Linked DNA regions of Clupea harengus: region 1 is linked to region 2. Evidence: chromatin contacts called from public Hi-C data. All regions are on one chromosome and are shown on one strand. Each heading gives the region's core, a stretch centred on a gene start, on an enhancer-like site or on the middle of the called end of the contact. The rest is flanking DNA. Distances are from core to core; before and after follow the strand shown.

Region 1 (4,924 bases), core at 564-3,063, 140 kb after region 2:
CACAGAAAATAAATTATTAGGGGCTGATCTGACCTTTGCAGTTAGAAATACCATGGGATCCTGTCCGGAGAAACATTTATCTGTAACGGTCTAACCCACACACTGACTGAAGCTGATTGAACTGATTGACTGACCCTGAAAGTGGCTCTATTCTACAGGATTAAAACGCAGAGGTAAGCCTGACCACTTCTTTGGGAAGGTCTGACAGGCTTTAAAGGTCAGCCATGGCCAAGCTGATGTTATACCATACACCTGAAGTACCAGTATGGGTTATTTAGGGGACCTGAAGTCTGTGTTTCATGTTCATGGTTTTGACAGCCACGGATATATAATGTGGTGGGAAATGTTTAACTGTCTCCCGCTGGAAATAGAGAAAACGGAACAAGTGGCTCATGCGCCTCGATGACATTACAGTTACTGGTTAAGGTGAGTCTTTGTAGTTTTAATGTGCGGTTGGAGAGCGCTCACACGGTTCATTTAGGCCCGTAGGCTACGTGCACAGCGCAGAGCGTTGCGCAAAAATTCATCTGCCACGCAAAAAAAACGTGACAGTGTCTGTAGTCAACTATGGAATGTCGATTGTTACATTGTAGCTAGCTGACTGCATGTGAGTAGGCTACGGAACTCAACCGTTGAGGAAAATGAAAAGCAACTTGTTTGGCAGGTTTTCGCCTACAACTTGTAGATAAGAATGAGTAACCCAACATCGGAACGGCAACCTTGTTTAAATAAACTAATCCCAGGCGATTACTCTTTTATTGATACAACAAGTTAAACTCGTGACTGAGCTGTGTAGACTATAATATCTGTCAGCTTGGTAAAAAAAACAACAAAAAGAAAATCGGTCAACCCAGTTTGTAAAGACAGTAACTCAACTCACAAGTCCAAGTACCGTCTGAAGAAGTACTTTTAAAAGACAAAGACCATTAGTGCCCTGGTTGTTTAGAGATGTTCAGCAGCACTCTACCTGTTCACTTGGAAAGCCCCTTACCTTATCTTGCTTGCCGTCATGTGCTGGAGGAGGGGAGGTGGGGGATTTAACGCTGCCGATAGTGACGTTCCCTGCTGGGGCTGCCGTAACGCTGCTGACCGGGGAGCAGTTGTTTTTTTCTACCGTTTCCACCTTTATGAGTCGGTGTTTCGGTGACACGTACTTTATGTCCGGCGACCCTATAGAGCTCGAACCAGTTTGAAACGCAAGATTTCCGCCTCCAGTGTACGGGTCCTCGAAGTCCCGTTCCTTCTGTAGTTTGTAGGCAGCGAGAATGTCCGGTTGCGCGGGGCTCGGATAGTGCGTCGAGGCACCGGAGCTCGTTTGAAGGTAGCCAGGCGTACCGGGCACTGTGGCGTGGCAGTGTCTGTAGTCCGGTTTTGGAGGAGCCGGAGGTGGTGCTTTGGTGGTTTTGAATCCTAGGTGTTCCTTGAACCATTTGGCCATGCTGCCAGCGCATTGCTCAAAAGTCCGAAAAGAAGATTTCGTTCCACTTTTCCTGACAAGATCCGTCGGTTTCTTGTGTGCGCGTCCGGATTCTGGGCTTTCCGTGGCTAGCGACCGAGCGTTTCCCCAGCTCCGAGACAGCTCCTGGGTTGTTCGGAGCGTCAGGCACTTTCCCTTCTCCAACTCTGACACGCTCACACGCACTGACAGAGAGCTCGGCTCACAACCACACACGCTGCGCTGGCTTTACGCTAAGCAGCATGGGAGAGCTCTTATCTGGATGTGGGTTGCGCTCCCTCACACGGGCTACCTGGGAACGTTCACTGCCACCTACCGGAGCAATATGCTAATTTATTGTACTGTCATGCATATTTCACAAGCGATAAAACGGATAAAATATGAGCGTGACTTCATGTAACATGAAACATGCCAGAGTAAAACCCAGGCTCTGTGAATAGTTTCTGCCCACACAAGACACCACACTGTGCTAGTAATAAATTCACTATTCATGAATGGAAAACGGATGGTACGAATATGAATAGGTGTGAATTGGGAGATGAGTGTTTAATGAATGTATTAGCTTAATTTTGTCATTCATTTTCCATGAATTGCAACAGGTAATATGGATAACATGGTCAAATATTAAGCAACTGTGGCATAAGCTATTTGAAGCAACAGCACAACTCCATGCTGCCCTCCAGTTTAATTTGCATAACCATTTGCATTTTTAATTAATACTTGTAGTTGAGGTAATAGCACTATCTATCTATCTAGCTAGCTAGCTGCCTCTCTGCCTGCATGTCTGCATATCTGCCTGCCTGTCAATCTCTGAAAGGCATATTTGATTAAAGAAAGTCTTTGCATCTGTGAGTTAAACAGTAGACGATTCCAGTAGCACCTGGGCAGCCTTTGTTGTATGGGGCTGAGAGAAGGGGACTCTGTGCTGAAGTGGGCTACTTTGATCTCCAAGACGTCCAGAGCTGACTGATGTGATTGCAAACTGCATCCCCCAATGACTGGAGAGGTTGGCTGAATTATTGTGGGCCAGATCCCGCCCCACCCCATCTCCTCCGCAAGCCCATCAGTACCAGTTCAAAGAGGCGGCTGTGGATCCACGCCAGATCTATTTGGACTGCAGTGGCAGGATAGACTATAGAATCTCTCCCTCTGAAAATAAAGGTGGAAAAATCAATAGCGAAAAAACAATCTGGAAAACAGCCTCTGATATAGGATAAGGGCCATAGGCTCACCCCATCTCTGCAATGTTGTTAGTGTTCTGCCGTAGATGTCAGGACCGGAGTTCTGTTTCCAAATTCACTTTGCGTACTTCTACATCAGAGATAAAGAAGGGGGAATGAGAAAGAGAGAGAGCTAGAAAGAAAGAGGGGAAGAGAGAGATGAAGAGAAGGGGAGAGCTACAGATCCGAAGACGCAGCCAGTGTCTTCAAGTGAGTGATGAAAAACCGCAAAGAAGCCATTTTCTTGACACTGTAACGTTACCCCCTCCTTCGCCAAGGTCCCCCGCACACGTCGGAGAGGCCTTGAGAGAAGATCAAGTGGTAAACACTAATTGAGTCTGCTCTCCCGGGCCCTCCTCTTTCCCTGACTCCAGCAGCCAGCCAGCCAGCGAGGCTGCGATGGTCACATGACCGCCAGACAGCGCTGCGGCACTCAGGCTTTTTATGAAGCAATGTTTCTCTTTAATGACCCCTGCATCCTAAGGCGAGGAGCTCAGGCAGTTTAGCCCTGAACAGTGCCGTAGAGGCCCCGGCAAGCCCCAGAGGTTCGGACCTGACACGGACCCGGCACTGGGCCGGCCCAGATCTGGACAAGATCGGCACCACATGCCTGTGAGCCAGAGCCTGTTGTTGAGTCTGTATGTACTGCATAGTAAACAGCACGAAGGTGGAAAAACTCTAATTTCTTTCTTCATTGTTCTCCCAGAAACAGCAGGTCTATGTGGGAAGCAGGGAGGGGACCGATTATCAGTCCCTTTGCCCTGAACTGAGATCAGACCCGTGCAGTTATTGCCGTCCAGGACCTCACAGATCTCAAAGCCCTCGTTGTGAACAGCATGCAGTTCGTTAAGTAAGCATATATCTCTATGAGACAAACCTTTGCCGTGCTGAATTAACATAGAATCTTGAGAAGATCTTGAGGGAGAAGAAGACCAATGGATTAGAGACTCTACACACTGTAAAAAGCTACAAGCTGGAAGGGTGCTTAGAGCACTTCAGTTTAGCCATGTTACTCAGTTGTCACTGACAATATATTGATGTATGGATCAGTACATTATGTGACCCCTGCAGCACAATAAGACCAACAGGCAGTCAGTGAAACACAAAGAATCAATCTATCAATCGATCAACAAATCAATGAATCAATCACTTACTTGCCCATCCACTCATTCCATTCCGTAATAGATACATTTGCATATCGACGTCAAGTCCAACACCTTTCAATGCACACCAAATCTGTCCAAGAGGAAGTGCAATATTGTCTTACAACATTGTCAAGGACAACATTGTCACATGTTTTATTGACTGTAATGCATTTGAAACACACAAGTAACACACTTGTAAGTCAAGAAACACACTTGTAGGTCAAGAAACACACTTGTAAGTCGGCTCATGTCCTGTGGTGTGCCAATTAGATAATGATTCATACATGGCTGATGTCATTCATGTCAAGGTTACTGTAAAACCTGACAAGCGGGAGTTTTTTTTTTAATTTATTTTTTCAACGAGTATGGCATTCTGGGCAATTACACTTGTGGGAGAGGCTTAGTGAAGCGGCTTTGCTTGAATGCACTGTCCACGTGTTTGTATAGCTCAAGAGCACGGTACTAATGGCACCACACTATCCAGGGAGAACCCATACTGATGAGAATGTGTATCTGTGTTATACTGTCAGTTGTGTGGATAAAAGTGTGCCAAATGACTAAATATAAACGTCCTATCTATGATTAACATAAGGAGACCACATGATAACTACAATATTGACATATTGTGATATTTGAATGATTATTTACATATGTTAATCTAATGTTTATGCACAAACATTGATGCCCTTACTGAGATAAGGTTTTCTGAATGAAACATGAATGCAGGTTTTTCTCTCTTCATGTGAAAGGACACAGAGACAGAGAAACAGAGTTTTCCATTTCTAAAGCAGCGCCAATGACCTCCATCAATGGAGAGACAGAGCAGTGACACACCAGAGCATCGACTATAAAGAATCTGAATATACGAGCCTGCTCCCAGTTCAATTTCACCTTTATGTGACAGATAAACAAAACACAATAAAACAGGATCAGGAAAAAAAAATGCACTGCAAACCTTGGCACAAGCTGGTCAAGGACAGAGAAAACGATGAGGTTGTGTGAGGGAGTGGCAGACTGTGTGTGTGTGTGTGGGAGAGAGAGCATGAGCATGGCTGTGTGTGTGTGTGTGTGTGAGAGAGAGAGAGAGAGAGAGAGAGCATGAG
Region 2 (4,462 bases), core at 746-3,245:
TCAAAATAAGCTCTAATCCTACCACACCCATTTCCCAGATGAAGCAGTGGAAAAACTTTGGAGAACAATTCCAGCCATGACCCCTTTAGTAATTCTCTCCATTTGCTTGGGAAATATGATGATTGTTTCTTACATCATTCTGGCAAGGCACACACAGAGCAATTGGAGACTCAGCCCACAGAACCTGCAGTGTTAGAGATGTTTCTGGTACTGGCAAACAGGTTAACAATGATCCATTTTATGTGCACATAATGTACATAGGTATATACATTTTCAAAACAAGTTCATTTAGACATTTCGTTGAAACTAAAGTAGTGATGATGGATATGATAACCATATAAGAAACTGACAGTCTCTAATATTCTGATGTTAAAGTCTGATATCACGCACACTGAAACGAGGCTAACCATTCAAACTCAATTTATAAATCTGGAAATAAAGAAGCATTCTTCACAGGAGATTGCATCGACTTGAATGTATTGATATCTATATGCCAAATGAAACTCTTTTGAGAATGAAGCCATCCATATGCACGTCAGCTCTTGAAAAAGTGTTACACCGATGAAGTGCAGTGTTACTAGCCTATTCCTAAAGAAATCACAAAAGTGAGAAGGCTACACACACAACAACATGTGATGATTACATGAGATCTGTTTTGTAATTGCAGGTCCAAGCTGGTAACATATTGAAGAGTATGCATGGTGTGCTTCAGCTCACACATCTGTCCACACCATTATGAGCAACCCCAACTACAGAACCTTAGTTTGTGTCAGCTGGCCCTACTGTTTTCAAAGAATGTCCACTTGTCTCTCCAATCTTGGCAACTGAAGCCCCCTCAGAGTCTGTTCTTTCTGACCTGGCCCCACAAGAGCACTTCTGTCGCACTGTCTCCAGTCTCTCCTGGAGATCGTGGAGTTCCTCTTCATGTTTCCACTGCATCGCCTTCAGCTCCGAGCGCATGTTAACATTCTGCATACGAAGGAAGTCATTCTCGTCCTTGAGATTAGCAATTATAGTCTGGGCAATTTGAGCTGTAGTGGCGGTGATGTCAAACGACCTCAGGTTCATGATGGCCTCTACTGTGCCTTGTTCCCAAGATCCCTGTGGATAGCGTCCCTCGATACTGAATGTCGTCTGGGGTGACTGAGAAACGTTGGTAGGATCTTCTCCTCCGTCAGTTTCCCCGACAATATCTTTGTCGCCTCTTTTCCGTTTGGGAGTATGCAAAACTCCAGGGGTTTCCTTACCTAGGTCACTTGCTGAATCTCTGGAATACAGGTTAAGCACAGGTTCGGGGTTTTCTTCTGTCGGCGCCCCACCAATAAAATGTTTTGAACAAATAACCATATTCTTTCTTATGAAGAAGTTATCGGGTTTGCCAACAGCTCGTAACCAGGCTTGCTGTTCCTTGATATCTTCCGGAAAGCTGAAAAAAGAGAACGGCTCCTTACATTCACAGACGTGGTGCAGGTGCAACGGGTGTATCGTGCACGCCTCCCGTCTCCATGCGCTCAGGTCCCTTTGGCTACTTGCACAGCCAGGAACTATGCAATCTCTCCGACCACTGATTCTATACATATCACAGATGAGATTATGCCTTAGACCGCAGCCTGTATGGCCAACTTATTTCTTTATCAAACAGAAGTAATGCAGCCCTCCACTGAGCTACACTTTCAGTTGTCCAGTTTGCCCTGCTTCTCAGGTAACATTCATCTCTACGGAAAGTTACTCACACGGTGTAGTTTACAATATTCTACTTTGTCAGAAAAAAGCGATATGCCTGATGTTGACGTTACCAAAAATGGTTGCCATATACTCTTCTTCTTGTTTAAATCGGTGACTGGCGAACCGATTTCCTAGTGCATTGCCGCCATCTCGTGTGTAGGAGTGTCCCAAGAATTATGTGAGAATGTTTTATCTGTTTACGGTACGGAAATGAATGAACACATTAAAATAATTAATTCCATGCATATGGCTAGTGTAACATTAATTTATCCATCGTACTCGTTAAATTAGACACCAAAGTTTCCTGTATCAATTGACCAATCCCAAAGATATCGTCTTCTATCATGTGACCAAACACGGATATAGTAGCCTACACACTAAGCACAACCTAATTGTTATCATAGCCGATTTGGTGAAGTAAAAGGTAATGTAACATGCTATGGTTGCTTACGTTGTTTGTATTTGATAACCATCAGAAGATAATTTATGTATGTATATAAACAGGGATGTGTAAACATAACGTACTGTTCTCTAGATGGAACACAATTAACAAACTGTTGTGGCTGGCTAACACATAGCTCGCTAAAGTTAGCTAATCACTGTTGTTGTTTTTGTTGTTGCCATCAGCCTGTACAAGAGGGCTGTTTCTGTATGAATGATTATCTTACTCTGCTGATTCAAATTGCTTTTAGCTTGCTTAGAATGACTGGTCCTTGGGTCGTCAAACACATCGGCAAATAATGTATTTTAATCACACGTCTTTGATTGATAACCGATAGAGGGGCGCAGATTTGATCCTGGAGAATGACTGGCCTGGTAAATGCCACCATCCCTGTGCCGCCTCAAAAGATATATTATGGTCCGTCATGTAGTTGGCACAAACGTTATGGCACAGTCTCTCTTTGTCTTTTCCAAAAGGGGTATGGCAACACCGGACTGGTACCTCTCACTGAAGCTGGTAGATCAGCCCAAATCCGTTTTCCAGTTCCCTGAAGCAGAACCCGGAGACGTAGCGCCAGGTGGCTACCGAATCGCGACGTTGAAGCAGCTGGTCGCCGCACAGTTATCAGACACATTACCGGATCCTGAACTTATAGGTCAATATTTGAGTTGATCTTGCTATTGTCAGTTTCCTATTCAAATTTAACTCAAGAGCTCAGCCCTTATGGAATTCTATAGTCACTATGCAAATCATGTTTACCTCTTTGCCTGAGAATATAGCCCAGTTTTCATGTTCTTGTCTGTGTGTCTTGGTTGGTCAGAATTTGTGCACTGCGGCCGCAAACTGAAAGATGAGCAGACTCTGGAGTCCTATGGCATCCAGTGTGGCTCCACTTTGCATATCCTCAGGAAGACCTGGCCTGAGCCACAACCTAATGCTGGTGAGATTACCAGAAAGTGACGTACACAAAGTGGACTCAAACGTAGATCACTTCCTATATTGCAAACACCCAGTCAGATTTTTTTTTTTACTTCGATCCATGAAAATGTACACATAAACATTTCCTTCCAGGCTTCTCACTCTTCTCTCCTCTTCTCTTCCCTTCCTCTCTCCTCTCCTCCTCCACTCCACTGTAGAGCCAGTGAATAAGGCCACAGCTGCCAGAGAGTTCCGTCTGCTCCAAGCTGCCCTCCATTCAAACGCCACCTACAAAGACTCGGTATGATCGGGTCCCATTTGGCTGCTAACTCATCTGATTGAACTCTACTGTGTCGTACAGTGCAGCACCCTGAGAATATGTCAATTGTTAGTGTACTTAATTTTGTATCATAGACTACTCTCATGCTGCCTCGCTGCACTGTATAAGTATGTCCCTGTTCCACACACTGTCATTATCATGCTCTCGATAAGCTACATCAAGTATTTTCAGAGGATCACTGATGAGTTCAGTCAGGTATGCATAGGAGGGGCCATTGACACACAGACATAGGAACAGGACTGAGAAGTCCCATATAACACCGCTGGCTTAGTCTTGACCACAGCGAGTATATGTGTTGGTGAATTACAACTGTGAGCAATGTCCATGCAGGACAATGTACAGATCTCTAGCCTTAATGTTGGTTTGATGTACTGTACTCACAGGTGTTTAAGATGCTAGCCAGCAAAGAGTCTCTGGACCAGATCATTGTGGCCACACCTGGACTCAGCTCAGACGCAATGGCTCTGGGTAAAGGAGTGATAATGCGCGCGCACACACACACACACACACACACACACACACACGACCACATTTTAAAAATGACAAAAAATCTTTTGTCTTCAAGACTTTTCTTCAAGTCAGACTAACCTGTTTGGATCTCCTCTGTTTCTTTAGGTGTGCTTCAAGACAAGGATCTTTTTGTGCAGTTCACAGACCCCAGCATGCTTGACATGTAAGACACACATCTATGGCGTTATTTTCTGTCTCCCTCCCTCTCTCAGCTTTTATTGACTGTCTCTCAGCACTCTCTTATGTTATTTCTCTCTCTCTCTCTCTCTTTCTCTCTCTCACTCTCTCGCCCCCTCCCTGCCCAGGCTGGTGCAGTCTCACCCTGCCCTGGTGAATGCCATCATCCTGGTCTTGCACTCGGTGGCTGGCAGCATGCCCGCCCAGGCCGGCTCCAGCTCCAGCCGAAACGCCACAGCCAGCTCCTACAGCGAGATGCCAGGTGGGTGACACAGAGGGCAGGGGGAAGAGCAGGGGCAGGGGGCTGGAAAATGTGCTGTGTTCGGTCATCTTGAGTTAACAGGTGTTTA

What was found. Hi-C and Micro-C count contacts between places; a contact is called where the count stands out from the background.
Region 1: a Hi-C map of head shows a contact between it and region 2, with 5 times the contacts expected there. The contact joins the promoter of zgc:158464 here to the promoter of ubl7b in region 2. A contact is called at or near these places in 2 of 2 Hi-C or Micro-C datasets (head and muscle).

Annotation. Positions count from the first base shown.
Region 1 is chr20:16,762,588-16,767,511 of Ch_v2.0.2, forward strand. zgc:158464 (SH2 domain-containing adapter protein F) reads right to left here and starts at 1,814. Exons shown (of 8, transcript XM_031558066.2): 1 at 992-1,814. The coding sequence starts at 1,438.
Region 2 is chr20:16,620,240-16,624,701 of Ch_v2.0.2, forward strand. ubl7b (ubiquitin-like protein 7b) reads left to right here and starts at 1,996. Exons shown (of 11, transcript XM_031587456.2): 1 at 1,996-2,149; 2 at 2,644-2,822; 3 at 2,988-3,107; 4 at 3,304-3,386; 5 at 3,809-3,893; 6 at 4,041-4,098; 7 at 4,241-4,374. The coding sequence starts at 2,648.